Regions from separate parts of the Mus musculus genome. Here region 2 is linked to region 1. A link is a contact called in public Hi-C data. All regions are on one chromosome and are shown on one strand. The core of a region is the stretch at or near the end of the contact, and the rest is flanking DNA. Distances in the headings are between cores, read along the strand shown.

What was found. Hi-C and Micro-C count contacts between places; a contact is called where the count stands out from the background.
Region 2: a Hi-C map of liver shows a contact between it and region 1, with 7 times the contacts expected there. The contact joins two enhancer-like sites. A contact is called at or near these places in 1 of 39 promoter capture datasets (embryonic stem cells), 9 of 15 datasets of contacts at CTCF or cohesin (the NIH/3T3 cell line, embryonic stem cells, hippocampal excitatory neurons and 3 more), 211 of 484 Hi-C or Micro-C datasets (the 4T1 cell line, the AML12 cell line, the AtT-20 cell line and 96 more), 22 of 115 datasets of contacts at active chromatin or transcription factors (PVALB interneurons, astrocytes, a beta-TC-6 cell line and 12 more) and 2 of 9 other capture datasets (embryonic tail and pancreatic islet).

The regions. Positions count from the first base shown.
Region 1 is chr7:62,921,351-62,925,827 of GRCm38.p6, forward strand. No RefSeq gene overlaps it. Among named protein-coding and RNA genes, the nearest start is that of A26c2, 100 kb to the left of the region's middle. Within about 2 kb of position 1,866, at least 3 of the 459 cell types and tissues checked have an H3K27ac peak or open chromatin away from gene starts, as enhancers often do. A contact at or near this core is called in hepatocytes and liver, where this site is marked.
Region 2 is chr7:63,319,566-63,324,042 of GRCm38.p6, forward strand. No RefSeq gene overlaps it. Among named protein-coding and RNA genes, the nearest start is that of Chrna7, 110 kb to the left of the region's middle. Within about 2 kb of position 2,611, at least 15 of the 459 cell types and tissues checked have an H3K27ac peak or open chromatin away from gene starts, as enhancers often do. A contact at or near this core is called in hepatocytes and liver, where this site is marked.

The DNA of each region.
Region 1 (4,477 bases), core at 616-3,115:
CAAAGCCACAATGAGTTATCAGTCCACTCACTAGAGTGTCTACTGTCAGACAGACTAAAGATAGTAAGTGCTGGAGAGATGCACACTGTTGGCTGGAATATAAATTTTTATGGTCTTTATGGGTAACCGTATGATGGTTCTTTGAAGAGTTAAGCAAATGTATCTACCTTGTGATGCAGCAGTTTCACAATAATGAGCACACATTCAGGAGGAGATGAAACCAGTGTCTTAGGAAGACTTCTATGTCTGTGTTCATCACAAACTCATTCACGGTAGCACGAAAAGCACATGGAAACAGTGAAGAGGAACACGGAAGTAAAAGTAACATTTAAATATAATACAGATATACAGGGGAGCACGAGACAGCCGTAAAAAGAATAGCATCCTGACACTGAGACAAGTTATGAAACATCAGATCCTGCTGAGAAGTGAATGCAGAGAGCTGGTACAGAAAGGTGAGCATATACTCTCTCTTCTCTGTGGAATGTTAAAAGGTGCTTACATAGAAACCAAGAGACCTGTGGTTAGTGTAGCCTCAGAGTAGAGGAAGGGGGGGGGGGGGAAGGCTGATACTGTGCTGCATTCTGAAGTCAGCCAGAGACATCAGCCTGCTCTCACACAGAGCTCTTGCCCTGCAGCTATGCATAGTACAGCTGGTGCCCCACAACTCAATAAAAAGAAATAAAATAGGAAAGGTCATGATTGCACCTAGATATGTTGTAGGAGAAAGTTTATTGTGAATAAAAGAGAAAGTGTATTTAGAGGCAGTGATATTTAGGAGGTATATATATATACATATACCATGTGCACACACACACACAACATAAGAGGTCCTCAGTGCAGATCTATCCTAGAAAAATATATAGTTATCCTGGGCATACCTCACCTTACACTATTTTACACATACAACACACACACACACACACACACACACACACACACACACCTGATTCCTCTATATAATGTCATTAGTATATTAGTATGTGTGGTCTCTAGGGTTGTAACAATTTTGCACAGCTCTAAAGGCAACCTGAGAAGTCAGCCCTAATGAACTCTGTAAACTAACAGCTGCTACCTCTACCACAGGAGGGCGCCAATACACCACCCACCTGTGGTTGTTTAAAGAAGCAAGTTATTAGCAATTGATACCAGCTGTCAAAGGAAAAATTAGTTTTCTGCAATGTAGTGTCACTGGGTATATCAACCACACTCCAGGCAGGCAGGCCCCATGACCAGGAGTAGTTGTCTTATTGGGTTTTGTGGGGGTGTTGTTGTTGTTGTTGATGTTGTTGTTGTTGTTGAGAAGAACATAAAGTTGGATGATAGAGTGGTTGGGAGGATCTTGGATTTGAGGGAGGAGAAAACAAGATCAAAATAGAATATATGAAGCCAGGAAGTGGTGGAGCACTCTTATAATCCCATCACTAGAGAGGCAGAAGCAGGCATTTTCTGTGAGTTGAAGGCCAATCTGATCTACAAAGTTCAGGACAGCCAGGGCTCTTAAACAGAAAAACCCTGACGTGTGTGTGTGTGTGTGTGTGTGTGTGTGTGTGTGTGTACATATATACATATATATTAATACAGAGATTTTAATAAAATATTAAATTATTGGTCAAATCATAACTCATTTGTTGAAAACAACACACAGCACTCAAAACATTGATTAAAACAACAATTGTAGGAGATTGGGGGTAGTCAAATCATGCAAATTAAGTAGGACTGAAAATGATATTTATATTGATTTTTTTCAAGGACTCTGGCTTTTTAAATCAATACACATTGATTAGCTTCTACATAATCTAAATTAACAGTAAGGTCTACTGCAGTTACCTTTGAACTTTCAGAGTCAGCAAACAGCTTGCAACATTTTCAGTAGGTAGAACGCCACTGGTGTTGGTTCACTGGATAAAACAACAAAAACTGCCCCTCTTCCCCAGTAAAACCACAATTAAATATTCTTAAATAAAGTTCCTTACCTTAAAATGATAAATTATACACAAAAAAATGACTGCTTTCAGAGGCACAACCATAGACATGATGGTTTCAGACAGATGAACAGAAGCGTGTGTGTGTGTGTGTGTGTGTGTGTGTGTGTGTGTGGTGTGGTGTGATCTTGCATTTAGGGTTGAGGGCCCAGCCCCTGGCAATCCTCAGTGCAGGACTATCCTACCAAAATTGTATAGTTATCCTAATTATACCTCGACTTACACTATCTGCACCACCCCAGTGGTAATCTGCAACAAACTTGAGTTCTGTCCCAGAGAAACCAGCAGATGCAATATCTACCTAGGCAGGCACAGTGTTTCAGGCCTCTCTAAGCACTTTCTAGAATGTCTGGTCCTGTAAGTTTTGCTAACCAAATTTACCTTCTTCAGATCGAGTGATGACACTGGGTCAGGGATATTTAACAGAACATTACCCTGATTGGGGGGGGGGGGGGAGGAACCATTAGAATTCACCTTCCAGAGTTGCCAAAAGAATCACACAGGCCCCAAACCCCTCAGCATGAGAACACGTTGCAGGTGTGTAACTGTAGGTTTCTTGGTGTTTGTTCATCTTCCCCAGTCAACAGTTTACACATCCACATTAATAAATCAATTTGCTTGAATATCTATTTAAGTGCAAACTTCATATTGCATATCAAAGCTGTACTTGCCACCTAAGGCAAAGGTTTTTCTACTGCAGTAAATGTTCACTTACACGAAATCCCTTGCAGTATTCTGAAAGGCCTCAAGTCTTCCATCATATCGACATTTATATACAGATCCATTTTTATGTGAGAAAAGGATGGGCATGATTGAATACAGATGGATATTCAACTTGCTAAGTGAATATAAAAACATCTGGATGCACATATGCAGGACTCCCTTGTGTCTGCCCATGCTGAGGTGGCCACGAGGACGATGGCCTGGCAGTTTTCACTTTAGATCTCAAGCAGCCTGACGCCCAGATGGTGACATAGCAGGCATTCTAGGCAAAGGTCAGCCAGACTTCTGTCTACTTCCCATGCAGGGTCACAGGTTTGTCTACAGACATTTCACATCTACATGGGTGTCTAAGTCCAGAGCTTTAGAATCGAACCTCTATACCTGCACTGCTAGGAGTTCATTGCACAGAAAATAATGTAGAATGAAGCCTTTGTCTGGAAAGATGCTCAACAAGTGGAAGTGTTCTAAACGCAGGTCTTTGCAGAAGCTTCTTTTCAGTGAACAGGTCAGGACTTTTTACTACGGCTCCCTAGGGCCAGTTCCATATGGGCAGAACTACATGAGTATAGAAGACCAAAACTTGATTGCTTCGGTCCTGATGCCAAACCCACACATGTGTTCTTACAGAGGTCCAACTGCAGTACTCTGTACAGAAGCCCGCAATACCAAACCTCAGACAGTTTTTTGTTTTGTTTTGTTTTTGTTTGTTTGTTTGTTTGTTTTTAGTTCACAAAGGACAACAGAGCAATCAACCACTGGGGAATGGTCCTTCTGAGAGAAGGGTGCAATTGCTATATTTACCACAAGTGGGTGCTATTGTACAGCCTATCCTGAGACACAGTTTTAAAAACTGAGCCCAGAGAATAAGCATCTACTTGAGATGTGTATTTACATATTTATACATTTATGAACACTGTAAATTCATTTAAAAATATAAATATATGCCTATGAGTGTAGACAGAAATACTTCCTTCCCAAGTCTGTGTACGCTGTGGATTCCATCTAAGTCAAATTCCGGCACATTTTACCCCAATGATATCTCCAAATCCCTGTGACATCACAGACTTGGAAGCAAGGCAAAGCTCATCAACTCACCCTTATATATAGGTTCAGGGAACTGAACTTGGTCCTGGGCAAAAGCAGCAATGTGTTCTTGATCTCTGAGCCACCTCTCCAGCTCCATGAAAACACGTTTTTGGTTTTTTTTTCAACTTTCTGCCTTGAAACAAAATGTCCACAAGCCATGAATGCTGACACACCCTAAAGTCTCGGCTAAGTGAGGGTCAGGAAGCAGGAGAATCACATGAACATCAAAAGTTGGAGGTCAGACTGGGCAACAGAGACCACTTCTCTAACCAACAGACATTATAAATACATTTAAACAAAACACATGCAAACTTAGAGAAAATATTAGAATCATGCGTAAAAATATAAGAAGTTCAAGATTGTTACATAAAAAGAATATTTTATGGTGAGGAAAATGCCCTCATATTAATTCTGACACTGGTAAATAACCTAAGGAAGCAATTCCAAAACTAGAAGCATGACTCGGCAGCAGACTTGTGAAAATACTTCAAGAGAATTTTTTCTTCTTTCCAAATACATGGGCAGTTGTGTTGTGTATCTACACCTCATTGGAACCAACACAGTAGTACTTAATTTCCTTGATAACTGTGTACTTTATAATTACTCCTTTGGAGGTAACACAATGGTTACATGGTTACACAAACACAAATGGCAACATCTTTTTTTTTTTTTTTTTTTTTTTT
Region 2 (4,477 bases), core at 1,361-3,860, 400 kb after region 1:
GTCTTTTTTAATCACTGGTTTGTACTTTTAAAGTCTACTTTTTATAAACATCATATCTTTCTCTTGATTACATCCCCCACCACATCCTTACAGAAGAAATCTGAGGGTTCTCTTATACCAGGGATATTTTTTTTTTCCAGCAAGTTATAAGGACCAGTGCCCTAAAATAGAGGGGCAGCTCTGCCATCTCGTGGTTATCTCTGGTACTGCAACAATCAGAGCCATGACGTTGAGCAGAGGATGAGTGAACCCCTAACCACCATCCAGGCCCACTAGGAGGTGGGAGGAGAGCTCTCCAGTGTACCTCCAGCTTCATGGGATCAGGACTACCCTGGCTGGCTTCAGTGTCAGCAGACTGACATCCAGCTTGAAATGCAGAATGGGGGCTTGAAATTGTGGCTTTTATTTTTCTAAATTCCCTTTTCAATTAACATATAATTGTCCACATTTCCAGTACATTGTGACATTTCGATGAATAAACTCAGAATTATGTCAGGTTAACATATCCTTCTTATGATTTCCTCCTTCAAGTTCTTTGTTCTTCCTAGAGCATGAACGGGGCTCTTGTGAACTGTCACCTCCCTGGGCACAGGACCTCATTTTTCCTTCATGATCGACCCTCCCTCTACTGCCCTTCATCACTTCTAGACATTCTACTCCCTTCTACTTTTAGGGCTTCAAACCATAAACACCAGACCACCAAGAAAAAGGTTGAGATAAACATTTTTTAAATTTTTTATAGAGAGAACATGAGGTGTGTGTGTGTGTGTGTGTGTGTGTGCAAATTTTTCACTTCACATAATGTCTTTCAGATCCATTTTATATAGATGTCAGATTTTTGCCAGAACAAATGTAAGTTGGTCTGTCTGAGCACTTGAGCAAGGGAGACCCAGTCAGAGAAGGACAGAAACCGAGGATGAGACGGGACAGGGGGTTGAGTGGAGGTGGAATTTATCCTCAAGCTGGAAGAAGGGGGATGTCATAGGGCAGTGTGAGAGCTGTGAGGAAAAACTGAGTCTCCATAGGGAAGAGCATGGCAGGACGGAGGAAAGCCTTCTCTGCCAAGGTCTGCCAGCCCCAAAGGCCCTGGAGACAAGGCCTGCGCTGGCAACATGGTCAAAGGGTGGTCCTAAGAATAGAGCCGTGAAGACAGACCTCAGTACCATCCCCGCATGCCCCAATTTCAGTTAATGGGCTGTATAAGGAGTGAAGAAGGTGCATGTTTGAAAAAGTCAAACATGAAAAACTGAGGCCAGACACATGTCCCCAGGATTCTGAGATCACTGGGGGGAAAAGGGAGGGAGAGGATTGGCCAAAGGCCAGATATGACCCTGAGTGCTTCCCAGTTAGAACTGAAGGTATTCTAGACTGGCACACAGACAGAGGCTAAACTTCTCAGAAAACAGACTGAGAATATCACAAGGTATACAGCTTAGGGCACAGGACATGCACACACACACACACACACACATGCATACACACACACACAGGTTGCACACACAGGGTGCACACATTGAGCAAGTGGGATTAGGCTCTTTAAAAAGGGTAGCTAGTCAAAATAGGGGGAGCAAGCCAGTAAGCATTTCTCCCTGGTCTCTGTTTCAGTTCCCGCATTCAGGCTTCTGTCTTGAATCCCAAACTTTGACTCCTCTTGATAATGGATCAAGGTGTAAGATGAAATAAACCCTTTCCCGTCCAAGTTGTTTTTGGCAACGATGTTTACTGTGGCAACAGAGCACAAACTATGACAGTTATCAAGCAAACAACATGTCTTATCAAGCTGAGGCAGGCACTGCCAGGCGTGCACACACCATGCACTCTGGGCATGCAACTCCAAGTAACTTACACTTGGCACCCCTTGAGGGATACCTACATTAGGCACAGGGCAACAGGGACAGTATCAGAACCAACATCTGCAGATGCGTTTGGCATATGATAAAGGAAACTGGGGTTTGGATGACAATACACACAGAGATGAGAAGCAGTTGGGAACATAATGGTAAGCCTTAAATGCAGACACAGACAGAGGCACATGCGAGGACCACCGACTGGACACAGGATACTGAACAAAATAGCAAGCACCATGACATAGGTCACAAGACAAGCACCCAAGGCCATACACAAGCATGTGGGCACACAGCAGCAAGGGACATGCTGGGTACTCCGCAGGAGTACAAACCAGACACTACAGCACACAAACTTGATGTTGGGCAGCCAAGTAAGAGTAGAAAATCCCTGACAATGCTCATGTCTCTTGTGCCCAACAGCTAGCCATGCCAATGGTCCCTCAGTCCCAGACCCCCATGAAGAGAGAACTGTTGCCTCGGAGGCTCAAGGTTATTGGTTTCTCCTGTAGGTCTAAACCACACAATCAGACCTCTCATCAGTTGAGGGGAATCTTCGAGTCATTTTTTTTTACAACAAATCATAGCACTGTTTGAGATCCTTTATGCCTTGGCTTTGCTACAGCTCCCTGAATTCCTAGGCCAAAGGGCAAAGGCCAATGAGATTTGGCTAGCGGTTTGCTGGTTATTTCTATGAGTTTGTGCCATTTTTGGATATCTGGTAGCAAAGTCTGTGAGTGCTTGGTAAAGCAGCTGCAAAGCGAGCCCAGAGAAAAATCATTAGGCTCACAACCCTCCTCTAGAAGTTCAAAACACTTTATGCTTTGGACTTGTATCTTAAGCCTTCAGCCACTAGGTGACGCCAAAGAGTAAGCTATCCAATTGATGGCACCATAGATAACATTTCTAGGATTTAGCCCAAATGAAAATCATAGCTCCAGCGTCAGACAGTGTCTTTGGCAGCTCTCAATGACTTACATACATCTCTCCCGGTAGAAAACACAACAACAAGCCAGTCCCTATGCAGGTGTGGGTGTTGAGTTTCCCCTTAGGCCCAAGCTGCCTACAAGGAAACTGTACTAGAGCTTGCTAAATGTGCCTAAGTGCAGGGAGCCATGAGCGAGGTCACCCAGCAGCCCCTGCTCTGTTGCACTAGAGGAATCCGTAGTTCTCCATTCTCAGCCTCAGCTGCGTGAGCGTTCCAGGCTTGCCAGGCCGCCCTGGGTGGCTGTCCAGGGTGGTGAGCATGGTGTGACCCAACCACAGAGGGAGTCTCAACATCAAAGTCATTTTTGTTTTGACATTGCTGTGGTCTGCTGTTTGTGTCTGTCCAAAACTCCTGCTAATTTTGTTGGCATTGCAGCAGTATTCACAAGTGGGGTCTGTGTGGGTGATTAAGGCCCCTGGGATTGGATCAGTGCCTTACAAAAGGGCTGGAGAGATCCAGAGATGTCCTGGCTTCTATGCTTTTCACCTGCACTGATACAGTGTTAGCCCCCTGTGCTGTGTGAGGATGCAGTGAGAGAGAACCAGGGGAGGGGGGGAAACTCCTCTCAGATTCTCAACTAAAGAGCCATGACCTTGAACTTCTCTGCTCCAAAACTGAGAAAATATACTCTTGCTTATAAATTAATGTTTGAGGTACTTTATTATAGCAGCACAAAGAAGACAAGTGCCTACTTGACTGTTTTTACATTCAGACTGAAGTTTTCCTCATTTTTGGTTTGATAAGTGATTTTGAATTAAAATGTAGACATTTGGGCTATTACATTTACCAAACCGAATCTTTTTCGTTTTTCCTTTTAGCCAGCCTTTTGTAGCACTGGATGGAGGGGGCTGAGCCTCAGTAGTGTTAGGTGGGAGATGAGGCTGGATTCCCACTGTTCCCTGCTGACACCCCACGAGATGGGCTAGTCTCACACGGCATCTTCTAACACCATCATGTTAGAGAGAGGGAAAAGCAAGATGCCTCATTACCGATCCTCATGAGGCCTCCACTAGCTGACAATAGATAGAGTTTAATTAGCACTGATCGTGCGTAAAGATTCCTTCCACGAGGCGAGGCGTTCTCTGCTACCCACATGTGTGAAAATCGGCTACGTTGTCATGTTACAGTTTGGCAAGGCTGGAAGCCTCCTAACTGGTTGTCTTTGGCATTCACAGGTAGAATTTGGGATGTAGGTATTTGTGCAGTGTAGGGGGTTGGTCAGGTGCTGCTTTGTATTTGAATACTAAATACTGCCCCCCCCCCCAATCTGGTTACCCCTGATGAGGAGATCCTCATATACACCAAATGGACAGAAGAGAGGAGCTTGAGCAAACATTCCCAGAACTTGAGGTCAGGCAGGGACCACAAGGAGAATGAAGGAAGAGGTCACCGTGGGGTAGCATGGATCTTAAGCACATGGCCATGAGTGCTGACCTGATGGAGCAGGAGCAACCTAAAAGGAACACGGCAAATATTATCTCAGAGATTTTGCCAGGGAAACAGAAAATAGCATAGATACCTACCCAGCTCTAATGCTCTACAGCTTATTATAAATCTAAAGATCTGTGTCTTTGATTTGGTAACTAAATTACCTGAAGTGAGGGCAAACCCCCAAAATAATAATAACCACAACAGTGCAGTTTGC